Linked DNA regions of Rattus norvegicus: region 2 is linked to region 1. Evidence: chromatin contacts called from public Hi-C data. All regions are on one chromosome and are shown on one strand. Each heading gives the region's core, a stretch centred on a gene start, on an enhancer-like site or on the middle of the called end of the contact. The rest is flanking DNA. Distances are from core to core; before and after follow the strand shown.

What was found. Hi-C and Micro-C count contacts between places; a contact is called where the count stands out from the background.
Region 2: a contact with region 1 is called in a Hi-C map of liver, with 3 times the contacts expected there. The contact joins the promoter of Hipk2 here to the enhancer-like site in region 1. A contact is called at or near these places in 2 of 12 Hi-C or Micro-C datasets (both in liver) and 1 of 1 datasets of contacts at active chromatin or transcription factors (oligodendrocytes).

Annotation. Positions count from the first base shown.
Region 1 is chr4:68,501,309-68,508,077 of GRCr8, reverse strand. The region is part of intron 2 of Hipk2 (homeodomain interacting protein kinase 2); the gene reads left to right. Among named protein-coding and RNA genes, the nearest start is that of Hipk2, 81 kb to the left of the region's middle. Within about 2 kb of position 3,232, at least 6 of the 93 cell types and tissues checked have an H3K27ac peak or open chromatin away from gene starts, as enhancers often do. A contact at or near this core is called in liver, where this site is marked.
Region 2 is chr4:68,583,023-68,589,791 of GRCr8, reverse strand. Hipk2 (homeodomain interacting protein kinase 2) reads left to right here and starts at 3,684. Exons shown (of 15, transcript NM_001108622.1): 1 at 3,684-3,791. The coding sequence starts at 3,773.

The DNA of each region.
Region 1 (6,769 bases), core at 1,983-4,482:
TGTGATGAATGTTATTTAACTACTAGGGCTTTTTGGCATTTAAAAATTTCTCAATTGGAAGACAGTCGTCTCTCAGTTACTATGATGCGAATGAAACCCCTCCCACCCACCTCCACACTCTGCAGATGAGGATAGAGTTCGTGTTTCATGTTGGGAGCCAGAGTCCCTTAAGTCTCCATCACAGGAAAAGCACTTTTAACAGGATTACGGTGTAACTCAAAGACTTGAAACAGAGACGAGTGGTACCCAGCGCTAGCTCCTGAGCTTTGCTCTTGTGAGGAGGTAGTGGCACTCAGCAGGGTTTAGTACCCACTCTGCAGCCAGCTTGTATGAGTCAAGCCCATGCACTTCTGTCTGCTTGTTATTATTATTATCTATCAAAGACATCTTTGAGTTTATTACAGATTATGGATTTAAAACATATGCTTTAAAAATCATCTCTACATATTCTGGCTTGGACTGATTAAATTTTCCTTAGAAGGAGAAATAAAAGTACTACATATCTCCTTGTAGCTACATTTTCCTCATAGAAACAACTAATTTATTAATTTATTATTTATTTTTAAAGTATAATTTTGCACTTGGCATAGCACTGCTGTGTATACTATTTCATGTGCTCATCAGAGCAGCTCTGTCCCATCCCCACTTGCACATGTAGAAGTTGAGAACCTGACTTGTCTGAGGACCTAGAGCCAGGAAGGAGTAGAGCCAGCTGGTCCTTAGAGCCAGCTCTTCCAGGATTAGGGCTCATAGCCTGTTCTGCTCGGTCCTTCAGGGGGTGAGAGTTGCTGAGCTTAAGGACTAAGTTTTCATTTTGGCCCTGATAATTTCTCACACTGTACTGTGTAAAGTGCCAGGTTAAATGGTCCTAAGCAAAGTACTGCTTTAGGAGAGATGGGGACAAACAGAAAATTAGTCTTAACCAATGTTGTCTTATGTAAAAAGAAAGCAGGACTTTGTTGTCACTGATGGTGAACAGTAAGTCACTGCCATGTTATTCGACACTCAGCTTTATCAGCAATAGTGCAAGATGTTTGCACAATAAAAACTACAGAACTACAAGGAAATAGTAACCAGCTCTACAGCTAGCCACATGAGTAGATAATGCCTGGCTAAAGAGTTCCCACAGAATCCTATCACTGGGGCCCACAAAGAGATCTTGGCAATACATAATCCTATTCCTTCACACCAGGCCCAAGGCAATCCACCAGAGCTTCAGGTAACAGTTTGTAGGTAGACTGTGAGCCAGGTATCAGGTAGAAGGAACTCTGCACCTATGAGAAGCCAGCTCTTATGTCTCTGCTCTGGGCCCTTCTTCTTCCTCTGATTCTGTCTAACGTAATGCTCATGCCACTAATTGATGAGAGCTGCTCTCTGGAAATCAGGTTTTAATGCAAGGATGGTCACTGATGAACTGTCGTCCAGCAGTGTGGTCTAGAGTCCACTTGAACCCACTCTGTCTCTGCAGTACTTTGCCTACTGTCCTACTGTCAGCCTGTGGTGTCAGCTGTTCCTTAGGCTCTCCCAGCCTCACAGAGTCCTCTACAAGAGCTCTTACTCAGTAAGGAAGGCAACTGTGGGTACCCTGCCTGAGTGGAAAGCTACCTGAGAACCAACCTCCCTCCCTCCCTCCTGCCCCTGTTACAGAACCTCTGCTCCTCATGTTTATCTACTCGGCCCTCCTACCCATCTTTGCCTCTTTCTCATCTTCTCAAGTTGGAGATCTCTAGGTCCCCATGAGTCCTGACTCTTCTCTAACAAAGTATGAGCTATGACTCTGGAGTTCTGAGCCACAGGATTAAATGTGAGGTGACAAAGTACTCTCAGAGCTGAGGTATTTATTTGTCTTCAGGATGGGCAGGTGGTAGGTCCAATTGGAGCTCATGGGTCAGAACCATTTCCTTGCAGCAGGCCAAGTGCAAAACCCATCACCAACACGTGGTAATTAGGACATGATGAGGCTCTCTCCAAGGAGCTCCTCTATAATAAAACTAACAATAAATGATGTCCAATGAAGAGAGTTTTGAGCTATTTCACAAGAAATATTTATGTTCATTTCAAATTGGATAGCAAACTGATTTCTTTTTGTAAGAGAACACATAAGGAAAATAATTTGAGGCTGACACACTTTATACCTCAGTCCCAAGCTCTTCATGAGCTTCATTGTGCTGGCTGAATTAGACAGCTCTGTTACCTATGTTTCCCCCCACAGCAAAGCAGGATGCCTGCCAAAGGCCCATCTCTCTACTTTTGGGGAGGACACTGTGGAGTCCATTGGAACCCCAGCCAGTGTGACATTCAGCAGGTTCTGACAAGAATAATCTTTAGCTTTGACTCTGCATCTGGGGACTGACAATTAGGAAAGATTGAATTTTAAGTTTCTCTCCAGTGACTGTTACTACCAGGGCTAGAACTGTAGTGACAACTTAAGGTTTGAGCTTTAATGAGACTGGAAATGATGTTATATATATTTTAATATGCATTAGTTCCTAAATGTACCTAAATGTCTTATGAGTTGCTGGTTGGTCCTGGAGATAATATATATACATGTGGGAGATATTATATATACATACTCCTTTAATGGACAATATTTTTAAGTTTGCTGACTGGATGTTGGTTGGGTGGGAGGTGAGAAGAAGGAAAATGATTTTACACAGGAACTTATCTCTGGTGTTAAAAATAGTCAAGGGAGTCATATGATTGATACACAAATGCGTCCTAAGTCCCATTATTTTGGGAATGATTTGATGCTAGCATGTGATGTGGATGAAGACTGGAAGCAGCAGCTAGTCCTCTGGCACTCCCCTGGGATCATGCCCCTCATTCAGCTCTTGGAAGAACACCAGACAGCAGCCTCCAGCTTCTACCCTCCAGCCTTGACCTTATCCCCAGACCTCAGGGGTAAAGAGGTGAGAGGCTAGTTCTTTGAGCCCTTCCTCTCTCTTTCAGTCCAAGGCCAACATGTCACTTGCTGATAGTCTCTCCCAGCATAGGAGAAGGCTAAAACTGATAATAGAGAAAAAGAATGAGGAGCTGCACTTTGGGGGCCAAGACAATGCAAGGAGGGATGGTCTCCCGAGTAAATAAGTCCTTGGCGCCACACCTACTCGGTCAGGACCTTGGCAGGATGCAAGAGGGGTGGGGTGTTGTGTGGGTTGGCCCTGTGGGATGTGACTCCAGGCCCAGTGGGCCATGTGTTTGCCAGCTTTGGCAGCATCCTACAGTGGGGCAAGGGTAACAAAAATGTGTGTTGCTTAAGAGCAGATGTATACTTTGGCTCTGCTCAAATCCACAGCTTTGTAGAAGCGCCCTTTGTAGAATCTGCTCTCTTTGATAGTGTTTGCTCTTCTTTTGGAAATCCATTTAGTGTCTGATTCTTCTCCCACCTAGCCATATGTGTGCTGGGCCCAAAGTTGCTTCAGAATATTGGTAAACACAAATCTAAAGAGTTTGAACCAGAATGTTGCTTACTTTTAGGGCAAGAGGGTTTGGTTTCTAGATGGTCCTATGTTGCTTAAGGCTTTCATATGAGAGATTGAGGATTTCCTCCAGAGATTTGCCATGTTGACCCTGGTGAGCTGTGCCTGGTAGGAGACTGTAGACATAGACTGGACAGACTGAGGACAGACTGAGGCGGCACACACCCACCCTTTGGTAAAACCCAAACTCTTAAGCAGTACCAAATGTTCTGTGCTCATTACATGTGTCTGTTTTCTTGAGCAGTGTTTCCTATGTCCCCAGCTTCCAGTCACACCTGGCACAGGACAGATACTGGGCATGTATGTTATTGAGAGTTATAATTACTTTTTAAAGGGATGGGAATTTAGAGATTTGAATTATTTACGAAACTTTATAGTCATCCACAGCTTGATTCACCTCTAGATGGGTAAGCTACGTGTGAACTCTGCAGTCTTCTAGGGTCTGACCAGGGCAGAAGGTCTGTATGCAAGAGCTTTCTGTGGATATCCTTGGCTTTGGCTGAGGTTGATTCTTCTCTTCTAGGGTAACGTTAGCTCACACAGGTGAAGGAGTGTTTCCTAGGAAGGGGATGTGCTTTATTGCCCTACTGGAGAGAAGGGAAGAACTGTTATTGTTTCCTACTTATGACTTCTTGACTTTTGAATTTTCCACCTCTGTTTAGAACTATTAGCTGCATTTTATTTGTTTGATTTGGTTTTATTTTTTATGACCTTTTAAGACAGAGTCTCACTCTCTTTGTGGCCTAGCCTGGCCTGGGAAACACAACCGTTTTCCTTGCCTTTTGAGCACTGGGACTACAGGCATGTAACAGCATGTTCAGCCAGTATCTGTTGGATTTTAAGAGTCAACATTGTTCATAATGTGTTTCCTTATCTCAAGAGTTCTGTTTGTTTGGATTAAAAAATAACCCATGTATTTTACAATAGGACATTATTTTTGAAAAGTTAAACTAATAATGGTAGTATGTGTGCTTGTGTATGTGTTCAAGTGTCTGTGTGCATGATGACGCACATGCAAATGAAGGGCAGTGGTCATCACAGTGCTTTCTCAATACTCTTCCACTTTGTTTTTTGAGCAGGGTCTCTACTGAACATGGTACTCACTGTTTGGCTAAACTGACTAGCCAGTGAGCTCCAAGGATTTCCTGTCTTTTTGCCTTCCGCAACTCACAACCCTGGAGTCATAGATGCTGGCTACCACTTGAACTTTTACATGGGGATATTAACTCAGGTTCTATGGTTACCAATTGAACCATCTCCTCAACCCCCACTCCCCAGTACATCTGGAGTAGAATAAATCTGCATTTCTCTGTAGCGGTTGCTGACCATTACTAGGTTGCCAGGCCCTAGCCTCAGGTAGGCCAAGGACTGTCTACCAGCAGGAGGAAGGGCTTCGTCCTTCAGCTCACTCACTCTTGCTTATCATGGTCAAAATAGGTTTGTATTTTTATAATTACAGAATGCTTGAATACACATGCTCACAGCAGCATCGTTCACATCAGTCAAAAGGTAGAACAAAGAATGTTTTAAGAGACAGTGAGGGGGCTGGAGAGATGTCTCAGTGGTTAAGAGCACTGGCTGCTCTTCCAAAGGTGCTGAGTTCAGTTCCCAGCAATTGTATGGTGGCTCACAACCATCTGTAACGAGATCTGATGCCCTCTTCTGGTGTGTCTGAAGACAGCTATAGTGTACTCATATACATTAATAATTAATTAATTAATTAATTTCAAAAGAGAATGAAGAAATAGCATATGGCATATATACAATAGAATGCACACACACACACACACACACACACACACACACACACACACCTTAGAATGCTACAACACTTTGAGAAGAAAGGAAATCAGGCTGCTGTAACTTAGAATACGCAAGGCTCTGGGTTTGATTATTAATAAAACACACACATACATGCCCCAGAAGGGAAGGGGGGCTCTGAATATGAGGACATTCTGCTAAGTGAAGTGAGACACAAATAGACAAATAGTGTGATTCTAAGACACAGAGAGTTGAGCAGTAGTTACCAGGGTTGAGGGTACAGGAGTTACTGCTTAATAGGTATGTATTCCATTTTCCATTTAATAGGTATGTTTCCATTTTCGACTTAGACGTAGATGGTGGAGATGAAGCACAATGAAATGAATGTACTTAATGCCATTTCTCACAATAAGGAAGTTTTGGATATCTTCGTCTGAAAGTTCTGAGCCTATTTTATATTATAGCTCCTCTCTAATATATCAGTAGCCCTTCAAGAACAGAGGAGGAAAAGCTATCTGTTGAACATTTTGTTGGTGAATCTGTAATACAGGGTTATGGAACTACCTACCAGCCTGTCCTTTTGTCTGTCTGACCTTGGAAAGGAAATAACCAATCATAATGAAAATATATGAATGTCCCTGCTAGAATGAATGTCCCTGTGGAAGCCAGTTCCCAGTGGTCCTCACCTCCTAGTGTTCAGGATTGATTTGTGGGCCCTGTGGGATCTGACAGAAATGATGGCATATTGCTTCAAAGATTAGATTATAGATGATATGTTGGCTTCTGCCTTGGTGTCTGTTCCTTGTCTCCCCTTATGAGCAGCAGCCCTGTAGAAGTCCACACAAGGAAACACTGAGACCTTCAGCCAACAGCCGTGTTAGTGAACTTGGAAATGAATCATGTTGATTACAGCGTTTTGACAGACCCTGACCCATATCACCCAGCTAGGCCACTGCTGAATCTCTAACCTACAGAACTACTATTTTAAGCTATTATGGTGATTGGTTATGTGGCAGTAGATAATTAACACAGACCTTACAGTATCTTCATCCTAAACCATACAACATATGTGTGTCAGAAAGACCATAAAGAGGGTCAAAGTCTGGACTATATCTGGAACTATAATCCTTTAGGAAATGCTAAGTAATGTAAAGCCCTGTTTTATTCACTAGCAAGTTGTTAGTGAGCTCATGGTGTGAAATGCCTCATCTCTGGATTGAAAGGACATTTTCCTTTCCTGTCCACTGCCTTGATATTTCATTAAAAAGATGAGACTTCTGCACACCTTTCCCATCTGTGACTCTGAGATGCTGGAATAGTCTCGAGAAGGGACCATCACAGTTTAAAAGGTGAGGGATGAGGCTAGAGAGGGGAGCAGAAGCATTGGAGAGTGAAGAGCGTGTTTGCAGCTTGGCAGGCCAAGCACTCAGAGGCCCTGCCTGGGTCTTCTAGGTCTTCAGAGGAAATGGGTGTGTGTGGGCTTTCAGTATAGTACTCAGAAGGCTGCTACTTCTGTGGTTTCCATTGAG
Region 2 (6,769 bases), core at 2,435-4,934, 81 kb before region 1:
GTACCTACTTGACTACAGTCACTACAGGGAAAGGAGATGATTAGCTCTCCTCAGCCTGGAAGTTTGTAAAAATTGAAGTTCATTTCAATACAAACTTCCCAGCTATTTGATACCAAGAATGCTAGCTCAACTGGCTTTTTTTTTTCCTTCAACTTAAGTTATGTGTCCATAAGGGACAGCTCTGCTCACAGTGGCCTAAAAAGGAGGTGGATGTCTTACCCATAGGATTCCCTCATGCTTTCTTTTCCTTCTTGAGACTCTATTTCTTTACTGCTTTCATTTTATTGCAGTGTGTGTGTGTGTGTGTGTGTGTGTGTGTGTGTGTGTGTGCGTGTGTGTGTGTGTATCTGGAAAGCATTCCAGAAAATAACAAATAAGACTACCCAGATTATCTGCTGCTCACCAGCATGTTGGATGGAGTTAGAGACCATCACTAATCAGGAACAAGTACTAGGTGGGGGCTATCCAAGGAAGTGTGCTGGTGAGTTTGCCCCAAGGAGCTGTCAGCACAGTGTGGGGTAGAATATTTACACCAAAAGGAGGGTCATCCCAGGGAATGAAAATCAGTGGGGCTGGTCATAGGGAGGTGTTTAGAATACTAATTCTCTCTCTCTTTCTTCCTTCCTTCCTTCCTTCCTTCCTTTCTTTCTTTCTTTCTTTTATATAAACACACTGTAGCTGTCTTCAGACATACCCGTCCCCATTACAGATGGTTGTGAGCCACCATGTGGTTGCTGGGATTTGAACTCAGGATCTCTGGAAGAGCAGTCGGTGGTCTTAACCTCTGAGCCATCTCTCCAGCCCCATAATCATTACTTCTTGAACCCCTACTATTTAAACAAATTCTCTTGAATCTAACCTCAGAAGCAGTGGTGAGAGCTATAAGAAACACGTTTTTATAAAAAAAAATCAACTTCCTAATCGATGTGCTGATAGAGGTGAAGATGAAGTAAGTTGCCATTATCTCCCATTGCCTACCATGTATCAGGCTAGGGATAAGCTGTTAAGACCTGGGGTTGGGGATTTGGCTCAGTGGTAGAGCGCTTGCCTAGCAAGCGCAAGGCCCTGGGTTCGGTCCCCAGCTCCGAAAAAAGAATAGAAAAAAAAAAAAAAGATGTTAAGACCTATGTGGTTTCTGCCTTCATTGAGCGTATAGGCAGAGATACACTGCCCAACATGGTAGCCACTGGCCACGTGTGCCTATTAAAATTAATGCTTAGATCCTCAGTCAGTAGCTGCATTTCATCATGTGTTCAATGCCACAAGCAGATGGAAACTCCCAACACTGCAGAAATTTCTGTTGACCAGCATGGGAAGAGGCAAAGGAAGCAACAAGCAATTGCATACTATGTGGTAAAGGTGGAGTAGAAACTGATGGGTGCAGGGGAGCATACTATCTACACTAATATTCTTATTATAATTAAGATGTGGAAACCAAGACTCAGTGAGGTCAGGCAATGAGACCAAGTTTATACACTTGCCAAGTGGAGAGCTGGTATTTGAACTCAGGCTTGTCTTCTTCATGTATTCTTTAGGTTGTTTTGTGAAAGAAATGAGCCAACCCACAGGTAGGAATTCTTTAAAGAGAGACGGCACCACGTGTGGGAATGTGACATTTTGGGCAAAGGCATAGATGAGCAAGGTTGGCAGAGGAGCACAGGTAAACCAGTCAGGCTGGAGAGGTAGTGATTTGTTGAAATCATGTCCTAGGAGAGGTAAGTTGGAACCTGTCTGTCTTGACTAAAAGCCAAGGAACTTAGAGACTTAGCACTAGATGAAGGCAAGTCTTTAGAGGATAGGAACAGGAAGATGGAGTGGCCAGAACCACTCAATACAAGAGAGTGGCAGTGTTTAGGAGCAACTGGCCATGAACAAATCTCAGGAGACCACTTAAGGATTACAAGGAGATAGAAAGGAAGGGGCAAATGAAGGATGCGAGGGAAGATCAGCATGGGAGACCTAAAGACCCAGGTTAAGGTTCAATACTTTGTATCACTGGACAATATCTTTTCTATTGCGGGCTTCTTTCCTTAGACTACAAAAAGGCAAGGCAGACCCAGATGACTTCTGAGGCTCCCCTCTAAGAGTCTACAAATGTGAGTGACTTTAGGTTAAGGAAAGCACTGCTAAATATTGAGGCAAAGAAGATGGTCGTCAAGGACCATTCCAAAATGAAGAGAAAATTACTTTCCAGTAACAAAGCCAGCTAAGAGTATGCAGGAGCTAGCTTGTCTTTCCATTTTGGTAGGAGGATGAGCACGGGATCCAGAAGATGCTAAGATAGTGAGAAAACAATGGTCTTAAAAAGAAAGGAAAACAATGGCTTGTTTTACAGAAAGTTCTGTAGAGTTATAGGCCATCATTTTACACCCCCACCCTCAAGATAGCTTTTAAACTGTTTTTGATCTATGAACTACAGGTAGGAAATACAGTTTACATCAGGTGTCCAGTATTCATACCTGAAAGTAAAGGTTTTATGAGACAACAATCAACCTCCCTAAGGGCAATGGGCTCTAATATTTTTTGCTAGATTCTTACATTTTGTTGGCTTTTCAAAAGCTTTGTTGTCACCCACTTAATTTCTTTTATGATCTATTCATGTATCAAGACTCAACAAGTTTTCGTAAGTTGGAGGCAGAGGCAGGGCGTCCTGTGCTGACATTCAGAAGCGAACTGGGGAGGCAAACCAGGGCAGGGATTCAGGCTTTGAGAGTTTAAAGAACGTTTCGCCCCGGCCCGAGTAAGTTGAAAAAAGCAAAACCCCGGAACCGCTAGGTGGGACCCTTCCACCCGGATGATGGAGAAGAGGGCTCCCCAAACACCGGGGTCAGGCGTTCATCCTGACGTTGCGTTTTCCCGGGGCGTTCAGGGGGCTCCCTAGACATTCTCCCGAGAGGACGACGCGCCCACTCCCTCCATTCATTTCCCTCGCCTGTAGGCTAGAACGGAGCCCGCACGCGCTGGGGCGAAGACACTTTGCCCGGCAGCGGGACCGCTGACGGCGGCAGCGGATCGCGCTCCCCGGCCCGGCCGGCGCGCGCACACCCACGCGCGCACTCCCAAGCACGCACACACAAAGTTGTGGCCGCCTCCACCGCGGAGCTCCGGTCGGCGGCTACGGGCCAGCGCACCGCGCTCTCGCACAGCCCGGCTCGCACGGCCGCTCGGCTCCCCTCGGGCCGCGCTCGGCCCCCGCCGACGCCGGGCTCTGCCCTTCGGCTCGGCCCTCCCCGCCTCGCATCCGTGCCATCGGCGCTCGATTGCGCGCGGACTCCCTGGGGCTCTTCCCGGCTCGTTCGCTCGCGCTTGCCCGCCCGCCCGCTCGCGCCCGGCCGCGCCGCCCCGCCCCCGCCCCCTCCCCCCTGCTCCTCACGGGCAACTTTTGCCGGCGCCCCCGCCTCACAGCCATGCGGAGCTGAGCTCCGGCCCGGGCCCTGGCCGCCGCAGCCCGCCCCGGCTCCCGCCCTCGCGGACCCGCCCGGCCCTTGGCCTCGGCGCCCTAGCCGCCCCGGGCCGGCCGAGCCCCCCGCGTAGGGCCCGGGCCGCGGCTACGGCGGCGGCGGCGGCGGCGGCGGTGGCGGCGACGCGCCCGCCCGGCCCCCTCCCCCGGCGCCGGCCAAGTGAGGCGGTGATGCGGGCGCTGGCGGCCTGGGCTGCGCCGAGAGCGGAGACACAGGCTCAAGATGGCAGATTCCCACTGAGGCTGAGGGGGCCGAGCTCGCGCGCCGCGTTCCCTTCTCCGTTGCCATGAACCGCGGACACCCCGGCCCCGATGGCCCCCGTGTACGAAGGTAAGGGGCGCCCAGCCCGCGATTCCTTGCTCGCTCGACCAGCCGCGGCCCCCGTAGCTTTGTTCTGCCCGCGGCCCCTTGCCCGGCAGCCCCGGACCGCAGCCCCGGGCCCTGGTCCTGGGGGCTCGCGACCCTCCCGGGTGCTCCCATCCCGGGCCCAGACGGGACCGGAGCCGGCCTGGAGCAGGATCTTATTTCCAGGGCAGAGAAGGTGGCTGGGGGGTGTGTGCCGGTGGGCTGCTGCCCAAAGAAAAGAAATGGGGGCGGCGTGTGGGAAAAGACGGATCCGTGACTGCTTTCTGTTTATTTGCGATAAATGAAGGTGATGCGGTCCTCCCCCATTACCTTTAAACGATCTCCGTTCTACTTGTCCGTCCTCTCTGCTCCCCTTTCCAAACATCTCCACTCCTACCCCACACTCCTTTATTCTTCCCGAGCCTCCGATTTTTTTGGGGGGTGGTGGTGGTGGTGGTAGTGGCTGTGGAATCCGATTGAAAGGGGCCAAGCGATGAGAGAGGGTTGAGATGAAAAGTCCATTTCAGACCCAGGCAGAACAATGAAATAGGCTCAAAATCTCCCCGCAGTTGGCGTGTGGAAGGGAAAATGTAGTTTGGTTTTTTTTTGGGGGGGCGGGAGGGGCGAAAGAAGGTTTTCTGGCTCGGCCTGGGTAGATCGGTGCTGTGCACCTTCACCTGGCGTTGGCTGATTTTTTTTTCCCATTTGGCTGTCTTCAGAAGAAAGAAAAGGTAAGGCGATACAGCTGCCTCGCGCACTCTTTCGGTTCTCTTCAGTCAGTTCCGTCAGCTTGCAGCGAGAAAAATCAAGCCGGAATCAACTAAGTTTTTACACTTCTATGTGTTTTTGTGTGCTTGTAGTACGGGGTATTTTTCAACCAAAGTGTGCTAGATTTTTTTCAGTTATTTCATCGTGAAAATGTTTCTTTCGTGAAATCATTGAAATAGCAGCCCTTTTACATACTTTTAGCGTGGGTCCATCTGGCTTTCTTTCGGTTTTGTTCAGATATTCTGTGGATGAAATCGCAAATGAGAGGGAAATGGGTTCGCCAGGAACCAAGAGGAGGGGCTAGGGGAGATTGTAATCCTTTAAACCCGGGGAACTGTTGGGCCGGGTGAAACAGGGATCTCATTAATAGTTTTATCTCTGTTAGGAGAGGCTGATTTAAAAAAAAAAAAACTTATCTGAAAAGAAAATCTGTTATTAGTTCCAGGGCTCTGAATGAATTAGGTTTCTGCACGGAATAAAGTTACCAGTCAGGCTCTGAATAACGAGGCTGTAAATAACCTATGGACTGTAAATATTTTTTCCAGAGTCTCTTAGAGACAAAGGGGCTGTTTAGAAAGCAACAGAGAAATGTTATTCCAGGGGCTTTCCTCTTTGATTCCGAAGAACACAAGGTCTATTTAACCGTTCCACAAAACAAAACAAAATTTCGGGTCACTCCACCACGTAGAATAGGAACATGCCAGTGGGGACGTGAGCATGTAGGAGAGCCCATGTCGGGCATTCATTGTTCATCTGTGTCTAGGGGAGGGGGGCTGCAGTCAAAGCTCCCACTGTCTAGAGTGTTAAAATGAAACAGTTTTCTCTTTATTAAGTACCTCCTTGAGACTCCCTCTGCTGGACACTCGGGGCGAGCATTTTAGAAAGAACTTGGCATTGAATTCACAACTGTAATAGAGGAATAAAAATTCCTCTTCCAGGAGGCTGGGGTAGGTGGGTCGGGACATATTTTGTCAACTTTGAACAAAACCACCCAGGGAACTTCATTTATCAGGTTGATTTCATTTGAAATCCGTGAGGAATGTAGGCTACCCCCCTGGGGCTAAGTAAGACCCAGCACAGTTAGTCCTAGAACATTGTTCTTTTAGTGATTATGTCGGAAAAAGAATTACAGGTGTGTAAAGTGTTTCAATGTAGAACTGTGGAGCTCAGAGGTCTCCACTCATAGTTTTACTTTCCAACCCTCCTTTCTCCAAGGCAACCTAGTTCATCACCTCCTTTCAACCCTGGGTTTTCTTTAGCCTTGTCTGTGGGTTCTCTTAATTGTTGTTTTGTTTGTAGATTTTTTTCTTCTTCAGGAGAGCATCTCTTCACATCTTTAGAATTTCCTAGTCTTGCTCAGCACTGCTTCTCCACCAACCCAGAGTCACTTAGCCCCAAAGTCAGGCCTGACTGGTCTTTTTGAAAGAGACTTCTGTTAGGCATGCTATGAGACAGAGAAATGACCTCCATAGTCAAGGTCTATGCTTCGAGGACCTACATTTACTCACAGTGCTGAGTGTATCCAAGACTACAGTGACCTCTCCCTTGACCCCCAGTGACAATCTGTGGATTCAGTGAACCTGATTTTTATATTTCAACCAGAACCCGGGTCTCTCTCTCTCTCTCTCTCTCTCTCTCTCTCTCTCTCTCTCTCTCTCTCTGTGTGTGTGTGTGTGTGTGTGTGTCTGTGTGTGTGTGTGTGTGTGTGTCTGTGTGTCTTAAATGAACAGGATTTTTCTTACTGACTTCTCCAAAGGAGGGATTTCTCCTCCTAATAGTTCCACATGATTCTTCTTAGGAGTCTAATGACACATGAGACTTTTTAACTGGAATTTCTCAAATGGAGTGTGACTCGAATACCCAGTGAAGGCTGGAATGTGGACTTTAGACAGGTGTGCTGTTTTTGAAACAAAGCACATTTGATAATATGAACTAATAAGTGGCAAAGTGTGAACAGTCTTCTAGTACTGTTTAAGAGTTGCTTTGTAAACCTCACAGTAGTTTTCAGTGACTTGGTTCTGATCAAGTTAAACTTCTTATAATAAAGGGGGGTATTTTCTTAGAAGGTTAAACATTTGCCTTATGATTATATTTCTCCATCAACTTGCTTACCTAGGTCTTTTCAGTATGTAGTGCAAAGGTCAACCACAGGGGTTTGTATTTCTATGGGTTCCCAATTAGAGAGACCTAAATTC